Regions from separate parts of the Sus scrofa genome. Here region 1 is linked to region 2. The links are chromatin contacts, called in public HiChIP or PLAC-seq maps. All regions are on one chromosome and are shown on one strand. Each heading gives the region's core, a stretch centred on a gene start, on an enhancer-like site or on the middle of the called end of the contact. The rest is flanking DNA. Distances are from core to core; before and after follow the strand shown. Region 1 holds the start of LACC1 (laccase domain-containing protein 1). Region 2 holds the start of TPT1 (tumor protein, translationally-controlled 1).

Region 1 (6,258 bases), core at 2,548-5,047, 1.2 Mb after region 2:
TTCTATAAGAAACAAGGTATTATCTTATCAATTGTACCCTAGTTCCTCCTAGTGTTGATTTAGAAAATAATGGCTTTCCCACCATTCAGGAACCTTCCTTCTAAATCAAAAAGGTCAGTGGTACTACACTCTGAGAATTAACTGTACTTTTAGATGTGAGGAGCTCCAGGTGAAATACACATTTATATGTATGATAGACTTGATCTTTAGGCTATGGTATATAGCTTGAAGAAAGACAATCGCAAACATCCTAAGTTTTAGATAAAACACTAGATGCAAAAGTTAAATAGCTTATTTAAAGTCCATGTAGTTGGAGTTCCCATCATGGCTCAGCAGAAATGAATCTGACTAGTATCCATGAGGACGCAGGTTCCATCCCTGGCCTCGCTCAGTGGGTTAAAGGATCCGGCATTGCCATGAGCTCTGGTGTAGGTCACAGATGCGGTTCGGATGTGGTGTTGCTGTGGCAGTGGTGTCGGTCAGCAACTACAGGTCCAATTCGACTCCTAGCCTGGAACGCTCCATATGCTATGGCTGTGGCCCTAAAAAGACAGACAGACAGACAGACAGAAAGTCCACATAGTCATGAGCAGAGTCAAGAATATACTTTAGATCTCCCAAAACATGAAACAAAAATTTACCTTTATTCGGTAAAATTTCTTCCAGTTAAATCCTGCAGCATTCCCCAGCCTACGCAGATTTTCTTGAACAACCACCTTGGGATCTCGCCGTTTGGAACTACTGAAGAGATTGAAAGAGCTCAGAGTCGGTATGTAAGATATCCCACCTGTTCTTGTAGTAAATCCATGTATGAAAATATCTGTTGAAGATAGAGAGTAAAGATGAAAACCATGCTGTACAAAAGACTATAAAGCACTACGAATCCAGTCTCTCATTAAGACTTTCAACCCGCATTAATCAATCTAGCTTCCACGCCTGCAGCTCTTTAGACCTCCATCTGGTCTTGAACCGCTTTGAGTTAGTTTTACCTTCCCTGTGGGATTATTGCTCTTCCAAGGATACCTTTTGACCCATTTGTCTTTGTTGTCCCCAGTAGCATATAGCTTACAGTAAATATTCTTTTACCAAGAAGTAAAACGGACTGTTTAAATTTCACTCTTCTTTGAAGGCACCAATGAGTTAAGGTTTCAGAATTTCTAAAATGTTTAGGAAATGCTTAGCATCATAAATCTCATTTAAAAGGAAGTCTGAAGGAATTTGCATAATGCAAATTTATTTAGGGTGGCTTTAAAGGGACTATCCCTTGACACCCCCCCACACACCACAAGGGCGGGTCCATGATACTTCCAGGTTGTAACTGATGCTAATGAGCAGATAAGCTCTCAGTAGTCTACAAAAGACAGATGGAAAAATAGAAGAACAACCTGTTTAAAAAAAAGGCTAGTTTTTCACATCCAGTAAAAACAACAGATAGTGTTTTAACACACCTGAGATCAAAGGAGATGTGATGATGGTTAATTCTCCTTTCAGTGCAGGCAAACTTCTCAAATATGTTTCTATTTCATTCTGGATTGCTTCTAGTTCTTGAGCTGTGATTATGTCAGAAGACTGTTTCAGAGGACCTCCCCTCAAGGTCATCTGTAAATCTTCAAACTCAAAATTATAAACATCAGTGAAGAGTTGATCAATAAAAGCCTTCATTAACATCTTCCGATGCACAGGCACAATTACCTTAATGCTGCTCAAATTTTTTTCATCAATTTTTTGTTTAATGGTATACAAAGAGGCGGCCAGGCTGGGATTGCTAACTGTCTCAAATTCTCTCAAGATAGTTGATAATCCATTGCTTGTTTCTAATTCACAATTATGATGGTCACAGCTGATGTTACTGCAACACATTATGCAGAGGAACTTGGCCTTGGCACCATGGTGGTATTGGACAGCATTCAATGTCTTTAGTAATGTCTGATGACAGCTTTTTTGAGAGTTCAATTGCAAACCAAAGAGATCAATCAACACTACTTCTGCCATCCTTCCATACGATACAAAGTTCTTCAAAGAAGGTTTTTGTGCCCCCAATCACCTGTAAAGAAAAATGAGCATTAAGTAAGAATGAAAAATTATATCAATCTCTTTAGAGTTAGTTACAAAAGAAATTTTTGGATGATTAAAAAGATTTGCGTTGATTTAAAAATATAGGGAGTTCCCATCATGGCTCAGTGGAAATGAACCTGACTAGCATCCATGAGGACGCAGGTTTGAGCCCTGGCCTCGATCAGGTGGATTAAGGATCCGGTGTTGCGGTGAGCTGTGGTTTAGGAGGCAGACATGGCTTGGATCTGGCGTTGCTGTGGCTGTGGTGTAGACCGGCAGCTGTAGCTCCGATTTGACTCCTACCCTGGGAACCTCCATATGCCGTGGGTGCGGCCATAAGAAGACAAAAAAATAAAATAAAATAAAAATATAACCAAAATACTAGACTCCTCCCATTAAAGCTAGTCCACTATTAGTCATAAGAGAACCATGACAATGAAAGCAAAGCCATCTCTAAATTCATTTTGTGAAAGTACTTACATCTTTCTGGCTTAGAACAACAGTTTTTGTTTTGTTTTTACATAGCAAATTTTAAGCAAGTAAATTACTTGTTGACTTAGACAAAGTCCTATTTTTTAATTACAGGGTGTCAACTTATCACTATATCATTAATCCTCACATGGCTGGCTTGTTAGATCACAGCTCTTTATATGAAATATGTCAGCCTGAAGTTCGATAGGTTAAATAGAGCTGCACTTAAAAAGTGCTTTTCTTCTTTGAGGAAAAGTTGCGTTTTTTGTTTTTGTTTTTTCAGAAACAGACTTAGAGATCCAGAGAACAAAATAGTGGTTACCAATGGGGGGGTGCGCAAGATAGGGGTAGGGATTAAGAGATAACAAACCACCGTGTCTAAAATAAGCTACAAGGTTATACTGTATAGCACAGAGAATATAGCAATATTTTGTAACTTTAAATAGCGTGCAATCTATAAAAATGTTGAATCGCTATGTCGTACACCTAAAACTAAAACTGTACATCAAAACTGTACTAAAAATTGCGTTTCTGAGGAGATCAGAGTTGACTGAGACGTTTCCCTCCAGGATTCACACAGCTCTCAGGAACAGCAAGGACCACAAGAGCAACAGCGACTGAGACCAGCTGGGCAGCCCACCGCTCTCCTCCCGACTCCCCGCCCCTGCGCCGGTTTTCTCACCTCCGGCCCCTGCCCTCCCACCCCAGGCTGTGGGTCTCTCTGGTGACCCGCCTCGGAGACACCGCCCCCGCCCCCGACAGTTTCCTCCGCGGTCACTCCTAGGCCCCTCCCTCTGCACTGTGGAAAGCCTGGGGGGCGCGACCCCACCCGCCAGGACCGCTGTCCAGACTCCGCCTGCCCTTCAGGACTTTCTGACGGTCGGACGCACACCGAGCCTGTGCTCCGTCCTCGCCTGAGGCACGTCGAGCTCGGTTCCACCTTCGGCCCGCGCGGCGAACTCGGAGACGTCTGCTGCCCCCGACGCCCGTCCTGAGGCTGAACGCGACCCGGCGGCCGCGAGCGCGTCCCGGGGCGTCCTAAGCCCGGACCCGCCGCTGTGTGGGCGGCGCCCGTCCCGCCTCATCTGCCCGAGGGCCGCGGAGGCGCGGCTGGGCCGGCGGGGAGCGACGCGGGGGGTGGACGCGCCCGAGTGCGGGGAAGCGTCAGCAGTTCCGGGTCAGGCCGCCTGCCCGCACTCGCCGCCTGGCGCCCGGAGGAGGAACGAGAACCGGAGTCGCGACGGGCCTTGCGGCCTGAACCAGGCGGGTCCGCGGGCGGGAGGCGGGGCGGGGGCGGGGACGGGCCGCGTGGGGCGCGGGGCCGGCTTCCCGACGGGGCGGGCGGCCTGGGGCCTCGGGTCGACCGCCGCCTCCCTTCCCGGGGCGGGCGAAGCCCTTTCCCCGCGTTCACGCTTACAGTCGCGGCCTGAAGAGCCGCCGGCCAGCGGCGCGGTCGGTCGCGACAGGGTTTCATGTCCTGAGCACAGCCCTCCCCCCCAACCTCGTTCCGTTAGGCCCCGGCAGTCTGTCCCACCCAGGTTCTAGTAATAGGCTTCCTTGGGGCAGGGGGAAGGGATTGTTTTCTGTTGCGTTTGGTTTGGTTTTGTTCTTTAACTGTTTTGCTTTGTTTGCAGAAATAAATTGGCTGAGCTTTCTCTTTTTGCTGATCCTGCCTAACTTGCTGACTAGACTTGACAGGTCCTTCGCTTGTGTTGATAAAGGGATGTTCTGTCCTGTGCGCCCTTTTAAAAATATGTTCCACGAGTAGAAAATTAGAAGCCTCGTTTTTCTGCCCTCAAAGAGCACAACATTCATTTATTTTAAAATATTGAGCAGCTCCTACGGATATGGAAAGCAGATGCTCTTTCTTCAACCTTCAAAGAGTAGAAGAGAGGGTGTTTCCTGTGTAACTGGTTATAATGGAAAGAGGTCCTTGTTTCTGATAGTTTCACATCATAAGTGAGGAACCTGTACCTGAAAGAAAGACTCTCAGCTATCTGGGAGTTTGAAGAGCTCTTGGAAGTGGGCGAGTGCTTCCGTTCTATTTGAGTAGAGAATGGGGTTACCAACCCTCGATAGGAAGCCACTGCTCATATCTGGCAGCTGTTTTTGTCAACATTTGTATTTTCATTATTTTTGCTGGATATTTGTTAAGTGCCCTGAGTGGTATATGGTGCCCTGATGAGAAGATTTACACTGCCCTGAGCTTGTTTTATGTTAAATATTACTGTAAGCACAAAAAGACAAAAAAAAAAAAAAAAAAAAAAAAAAAAGAAAAAAGAAAGGAGTTCCCGTCGTGGCGCAGTGGTTAACGAATCCTACTAGGAACCATGAGGTTGCGGGTTCGGTCCCTGCCCTTGCTCAGTGGGTTAAGATCCGGCGTTGCCGTGAGCTGTGGTGTAGGTTGCAGACACAGCTCGGATCCCACGTTGCTGTGGCTGTGGTGTAGGGCAGCAGCTACAGCTCTGATTAGACCCCTCTCCTGGGAACCTCCATATGCCACGGGAGTGGCCCTAGAAAAGGCAAAAAGACTATATATATATTACTGTAAGCAAAATAGACGTCTTTTAGTTACAAGCCTGGGTTAAAACATTTATCTCTGTTTTTATAGACAAATGGTGGGAATTCATTTTCTCTCATGCAACAGTAACAGTTAAAAAGTTAGGAGTTCTTTGGTGGTGCAGTGGGTTAAGTAAGGATCTGGTGTTGTCACAGCAGCGGCTTGGGTTGCTGCTGTGGTTCTAGTTCCAGTTCTAGCCTAGAACTTCCACATGCCCTTGGTGTGGCCAAAATAATAATAATTACAATGTATAACAGTAAAATGTTTAAAAAACTTTTAAATATTTCAAAATAGGGAAGTGGTCAAAGAATAGAAAATTTGTCATTATATTGTATTTACATACCATTTTCTTGCACCATCTGATCCTAGACTATGGCCTCATCTCTTAACACTCTTCCTCATCTCCATTCCCCCTGCTCCAGTGGCTCTCAATCCTGGCTGTTAGTAGGAACTATACCTAGAGCTTAAAAACATAAATCCAGGTGCCACCCTGCTCTAGATGTACCTTTGAATCAGAATCTCCAGCAGTCAAGTCTGGGCAAGTTTGGCTTTGTTTTTTGTTTTCTTTTAATCTTTACAGATGATTCAGATGCATAATTAGATTTGATAAAAAAAAAAAAACAACTTCCCTATTCCCAAGTCACGCAAGCTAAAAAGGGTGTTCCTTGGAACACCATATGATTTCATCCTTACATAAGCTATTCCTTCTACTTAGAACACCCTTCTCCTTTCATGTTTTTTTAACTGTTACTAGTTAGGACCCTTCAAGCTCAAACATAACTTACCTTGAGTTCCTATACCCTCACCAAGGAGAATTAACTGCTGCTGCTTTAGCATTTTTTTTTTTTTTTTTTAGTAGAGGACAAGCTCTCTCAAAGATACAGTCTGAACCCATAGCCAAACAATATATTGAAGTCAATGAAACATTAAATTGTACACTTCATAAAGACAAACTTGATAGTATATAAATTATATCTAAATCTGTTTAAAAGCAAAGTCACACCAGAGAGTCTTGAAAAAGTATATCATAATACTTTAAACATTTTTTAAACCTGAAACAACTGTGTATTTGCCGGTCTCGAGAAACTCTAAGGCCTCTCTTTTTCACGTGGCCTCCTGATCAGAGTTCTGCATCATCTCCCTTCCATAGACTATACCGATAAACCATCAGC
Region 2 (6,407 bases), core at 2,725-5,224:
ATTTCTATAAACATATTTATATTGCAGATATGACATGTATAATATATATATATTTTTATAATCTATTTTACATTTAGAACATTTTATATAATATATATTTCAGGTTAAAAATTTTAAATATATATTGTATATTTACATCACATATATTCCTATATACATTTCTATAGTTTTTTTTTTTTTTAAGGGTCGAACCTGTGGCATATGGAAGTTCCTAGGCTAGAGGCTGAATCAGAGCTGCAGCTCCCGGCCTACACCACAGCCACAACAATACGGGATCCGAGTCTTGTCTGTGACCGACGCCGCAGCTCACGGCAAGGCCAGATCCTTAACCCACTGAGCAAGACTAGGGATCAAACCCGAATCCTCATGGATGTCAGTCGGGTTCTTAACCTGCTAAGCCACAATAAGAACTCCACATTTCTATAATTTTAGATCTTGGGCTTTTGAATACATTTTTACACAACTGATATTTCAAACAATTAAATTGCACTAAAAGCAGTTATAGATGACTATGCCTTAATATGCCCTATGAGCGCTAAAGAAAAAAATGAATTCCTTTTCATAGTTAACATTCCAGTGACCCCAGCAAAAGCAGCCTTGAGAAGTAACTGTTGCCATGCCAGCAACTTCATAAAGAGATCTACTGTTTTCTTCTCTATTTGTCTCAACTATGTGATAAATCTGAAAAATGAATTAGTCCAATTAAATACTGCCTTCGAAACACCCTGTTTTGGTTTTTCACTTTTTTTCATTGCTGCCCATATCCTAACTACAAGTGTTGGGTTAATTCATTCTAAAAAGCTTGAATTCCAGTCTCAGAATTCAAAGTATCTAGCTATATTTAACCATTTATTTGTTTGTTTATTCAACCAAAAGAACCTCATTGAGAGCCAGAAGTCCATTTTAAAGCTGGATCCTTCCCGTCTGCTTTCCACTGGCTGTTTTCCATTGGGCAAATCACTTGCCCTATCTGTGCCAAGCATAAAATTATGGGAAGAAACCCAAACAAAAAAGCTTTTTTTTCTTCTGTTTTTTAAAGTTTCATTGAAGAATAAAAGCGTTTTTTTCTTTTTTCTTTTTAGGACTGCACCTGCGGCATATGGACGTTGCCAGGCTTGGGGTCAAATCAGATGTGCAGCTGCCAGCCTATGCCACAGCCACAGCCATGCCAGATTCTTAACTCACTGAACAAGGCCAGGAATGGAACTCGCATCCTCATCGTTCTTAAGCCACTGAGCCCCAATGGGAACTCCTAAAAGTTTCTTAAAAGATCCAAAAATGAGAAAAATAAGGACAATGTAATGAATTTTTCACAGAATTAAATGTATTCAATTTAGATTACCCATATTTACAGATTATGTCCTTTCATGAAACAGAAATTATAGACCAAAGTTATGTTTAATTAATTTATTTTGGCCACATTCGTGGCATGTGGAATTTCAGAATATTTATTTTTAAAAATTTATTTATATTTATTATTATTTTTGCTTTTTAGGGCCACACCAATAGCATATGGAGGTTCCCAGGCTAAGGGTCTAATCAGAGCTGTAGCCACTGGCAGCAGCCACACCAACACCAGATCCGAGCTGGGTCTGCGACCTACACCACAGCTCATGGCAATGCCAGATCCCTGACTGAGGGAGGCAAGGGATCGAACCTGCACCCTCGGATTCATATCTGATGCACCAGAACAGGAATGCCAGTGGTAGATCCTTTAAGCCACTGTGCAGGGCCAGGGATGGAGCAAGACTAGGGATCAAACCCGAATCCTCATGGATGTTAGCCGGGTTCCATACCTCTGCTGAGACTGGAATTGCTGCAGTTGGACTCTTAACCTACTTTACCACAGCAGGAACTCCCCCCTAAACCTTTTAACTCAACAAAATTCCATTTTATACTTAGGCTTAGGGAGGCTGACTTTCTCAAGGTCACAGAACTAGTACCAGATAAACCCAAGATTTCAACCTAGGCTGCTTTTTTTTTTTTTTTTTTTTTTTGTTGTTGTTGTTGTTGCTTTTTAGGGCCACACCCACGGCATATGGAGGTTCCCAGGCCAGGGGTCTAATCGGAGCTGTCGCTGCCCACCTATACCACAGCCACAGCAGCGCCAGATCCTTAACCCACTGAGTGAACCCGCGACCTCATGGTTCCTAATCAGATTCATTTCCACTGCGCCACGATGGGAACTCCAAACCTAGGGTGCTTTGATTTTAACTTTAGTACTCTCTTTCACAGGGCTGTTTATAAAACTTGAGAAAAAGTTTTGACTGAACAAACCTGGAGAAAAGTAGCAGCAATAACGTTTGACAGTAATGTATGGGTGATGGGAATATTTCTGAATAATTGGAAAATGTTGAAGTTGAGGAAAATCATTAAATTGTGATATGCCTGGGATAATAATCTGTTCCACTCCCACATCCAGAAACCACCTGGTGGACCACCTCTCAGAAGATATCCACTTGCTTTCAGATCCCCTTCATCCCACTTTCAGCTTCCTCGCAGTTACCCAGTGTCTCCTAGGGTGTCCAGTGCAGCCCTAGACGTCATCTCCCAAGAGGGTCCCATTTCCTGGCTCTTTTGCATTATGATTCTTCCATCATCTCAATTCAGTGTCCTGTGCCCTGTTCCTTCACAGGGGGTGCCCTGTCTTACCCTGGGGAATGCTTTATTGTTGAATCAGGGAAAAACCATTAATGTGCTATAATTGGCCAATTCTTTGATTTACTAGAACAAAATTTTCTGTGAGGGTAGGACTGGATTTAACCTGTTCACAGTTGAGACCTCTGAGCAAAACCCCCCGCTAAGGACAGAGTGGAGCACAAATACATTCGTGGTATGGAACAAGTTCTCCGGTTGCATACTGGCATAAATCTTTGCCTGAAAGGGCATTTTTAAAGTATCTCATAATTAGGTCCAAAGTCCAAATAAAACTTGGGCAGGTGGGGAGCTCCTTTTCCTTTTAATGTTTAACCCTCTGGCACCTGGCATATAATTTCGATCTTAAAGTGACAACATACCCTCTTTTTCAAACGACCTAATTCAAGACCAAGTGCAAACAGAAAAGGTGAAGATTCTAAACCTGTGTTAGGAACCGCAAACTTTCACATACAGGACCAAGCCGAGAGATGGGAAAACTGTGTAAACTCCCGCGACACTTTCCTCCCCCCTCAAGTCTTTTCCTACACACATCCCCCACGATTATTCCGAAGGGGCAGGAGGGACGACCTGGGTCCCACAACCCGGACTCAGCCCTGCCCCCACAAAAGCGTCCGAAAACTCGATGTAGGGGGAGAGCCCTAGGAGAAAACGCTGAAAAGTTCTCCGAGACCCCAGAACTCACAGGAGGCGGGTCATAAACCCAGCCCCCCTGCCATCATCCCCGGGGACAGAGTCGCGGTCTCCCAAAGCCTCAAAGGGACCCTACGTAAATGCAAAGTCCTTCCCAACAGCTGACACTTTGGTTCCCAGAAAGGGTGGGAGCTTGCGCCGGGCGAGGCCTGAGGCGGAAACTTGAAGCCCCACCCAGACCCAGCACCTTCGAGGGCAACCCTGGCGTAGGGAGGGGCAGAGCCCCAGGCACCACTTCCACCACTCAGCGCCCGGAAGCCCTTCCCTCCTCGCAGCCCCCCGCACGCTCCTCCCCCCACCCGCTCCCGCATTTCCCTCTGCCCCGCCCCCCGCCGCACCTCCTTCCCTGCGTCGCCCATCCTTGTCCCTCCCGACTTCTCCCCCCTAGGAAGCCCCGAGGGCCCAGCGTGGGGCACGGCTTTGCAGCCCAAGGCCAAGTCCCCGGATGTCCTCCTCCCCTCCCCACCCCCGGCTCGCGCTGTGGCCCCACCCCACGCGCCGCTCTGCGTGCCACGTCACCGCTTACGGCGCTTCCGGAGGCGCAGCGGGCGATGACGTAGGGGGACGTGCCCTCTATATGAGGTTGGGGAGCGGCAGAGTCGGCCTTTTCCGCCCGCTCCCCCCTCCCCCCGAGCGCCGCTCCGGCTGCACCGCGCTCGCTCTGAGCTCCCGGTTCCTGCTAAGCTAGCGCCGCCGTCGTCTCCCTCCAGCCGCCATCATGATCATCTACCGGGACCTCATCAGCCGTGAGTGGGGACTGCACTCTTCCCCACTGCCGCGCGAAGGGGATGGGGGTCTGGTGGGGGGCGGGGAGACGGCCGCCGCCGCCGCCGCCGCCGTCCTGGGCCTGGGGGACGCCGGCGCCCTCCCGGGAGCGAGGAAGGTCGGTGCTTGGCGCGCGCCCTGGGGTTTCGAGCGCCGGGGAAGGGCGGGGGTCGCGTGCGGCGGGCGGGGCGGCGCGGGAAATGGCGCCGGCTCGGGCTTCAGGCGCACGGTTGACTGGCGGGTTTGTGTTCTCGGGCAGATGATGAGATGTTTTCCGACATCTACAAGATCCGGGAGATCGCGGACGGGCTGTGTCTGGAGGTGGAGGGGAAGGTGAGTCGGGCCGGGTCGCGGCGAGGAGGAGGCAAGGCCAGGCAGGCTCGGGTTTCCGCCGCTCCCCCGCCCGAGGTTGTGCAATCCTCTCCGTTGCCTCCTGGCGGAGGAGACGCTCTTTCCGGGCTCGGGTTTTTCTAGAAAAGTGGAGGCGGAGCTGAGTCTGGAAATAGGTCCGCCACTTGGGCGCCCATCCTCCCAGGCGGTCCCGGACAGGTTGTCTCCTGTTTGGGAGCCCGAAGCCCTCAGCGGTTGCCCTTTTCAACCCGACTGTCCACGCAAAACTTCCACTCGTTGTAAACAACCCCCTTCTCGTGCTGGTCAACAAAGAATTGTTAGGGTGTTTTAGGAAATCGAGGGGTCATAAATTTTTTCCCCATGTTTTCAGCAAGAAACAAGAATCTTTAGTGGAAGGCTGATGGGATGTATGAGCTGCTTAAATTGTTTTGATGCCTTTGTGGTAAGGTCGAGGATGTGTTAGCAACTAAACTTTTCCTTAACGCAGATGGTCAGTAGGACAGAGGGTAACATTGATGACTCGCTCATTGGTGGAAATGCCTCCGCTGAAGGGCCCGAGGGCGAAGGTACCGAAAGCACAGTAATCACTGGTGTCGATATTGTCATGAACCATCACCTGCAGGAAACCAGCTTCACAAAGGAAGCCTACAAGAAGTACATCAAAGATTATATGAAGTCGTAAGTGATCTTGGCACATTCCGTTGATGTCTGGAATCCTGTAGGATTTAGGGATCTTCTAACTATGGAGATTTTTTTAGCAAGCAGGCATGGTTGTCAAATACTTTATTAATGAGCTCAGAAGGGTGGTTGCTTTTCTATCAAATATGAGCATAACAGGTGCATACAGGTCTGGCTTTACCTTTTCAGAACAGCACTTTGGAAAGAAGCTGACAGGAAATTCAAAGTTGTGAACAGTCATAAAACATCCCTCCTGTGAGCTAGGAATTTCTTGATTGTGCTCAGTGATAGCTAGTTGCTAGTTTCAGTTTGGAGTTTTTGGAGAAAATTTCTTTTGCTCAGAGCTCTGTAACGAACTTAACCTATCAATAAAATACTTGTTTTAGAATCAAAGGGAAACTCGAAGAACAGAGACCAGAAAGAGTAAAACCTTTTATGACAGGAGCTGCAGAACAAATCAAGCACATCCTTGCTAATTTCAAAAACTATCAGGTAAACAAATGTGTGGATTAAAGGGCTATAGAGTTTAACTTAGAGCAAAAAATGAGTTTGAATGTCTGATGTAATTTAATTGTGGGTATTTTCTTAGCCTTTTGAGCAATTAATACTTGATATATTCAACGCCAGTAGTCTAGCTGGAGAGGGTAGCCTTCCCTACTCCTTCCCCAGATGGCATCTCCCAGTTCTTTCTCTAGAATTGCTCAGTTTGACCCCTAAGTGGTTTTCCACTTTGCTTTCTTTTTACAGTTCCATTGGGTCTCATTGCCACTGGAGCTCTTTCTGATGTGAGCTTGTACTGTTGAGGAACGTAAAGAATTCCCTTACCGCCAAGCGAAAGTTTTGCTGTTTTCACACATCCTGTGTGTGACCCTAACTTTCTTTTCATAGGGTGTGCATGCTCTCATTGCTAGCCTTACTACATTCCCTGTGGTTGACTGTAAACAGGCTTCTTTGTAGGGCTTGGAATTGGCTGTGTGGGGATGAGAAAGCCTAAAGTTTCTAGAGTGCTCTGTACTCTTTATTTTGGCTCTTTTAGTACTTTGGGTGAACAGATTGATTAGTGAGCATTTCTCTTAGGCATCAAATCAGAGCCTCTGGTTGCTGAGAGTCTCGATTAAATAGTGGTGTTCTGAATCATTCTTTGATTTGTTTTGATACAGCACATTTGTATAATCTAATTCTGGATATTTGTTTGCTTCCTAAGTTCTTTATTGGTGAAAACATGAATCCAGACGGCATGGTTGCTCTGCTGGACTACCGTGAGG

What was found. HiChIP or PLAC-seq counts read pairs in DNA pulled down with a chosen protein or histone mark.
Region 1: an H3K27ac HiChIP or PLAC-seq map of alveolar macrophages shows a contact between it and region 2. The contact joins the promoter of LACC1 here to the promoter of TPT1 in region 2. A contact is called at or near these places in 2 of 5 promoter capture datasets (fetal liver and liver) and 1 of 2 datasets of contacts at active chromatin or transcription factors (alveolar macrophages).

The regions. Positions count from the first base shown.
Region 1 is chr11:23,155,993-23,162,250 of Sscrofa11.1, forward strand. It overlaps LACC1 (laccase domain-containing protein 1), which reads right to left and starts at 3,798. Exons shown (of 7, transcript XM_005668443.3): 1 at 3,417-3,798; 2 at 1,449-2,044; 3 at 642-820. The coding sequence starts at 1,992. CCDC122 (coiled-coil domain-containing protein 122) reads left to right here and starts at 3,669. Exons shown (of 5, transcript XM_021065620.1): 1 at 3,669-3,789.
Region 2 is chr11:21,925,320-21,931,726 of Sscrofa11.1, forward strand. TPT1 (tumor protein, translationally-controlled 1) reads left to right here and starts at 3,975. Exons shown (of 6, transcript NM_214373.1): 1 at 3,975-4,094; 2 at 4,373-4,446; 3 at 4,952-5,142; 4 at 5,529-5,634; 5 at 6,347-6,407. The coding sequence starts at 4,067.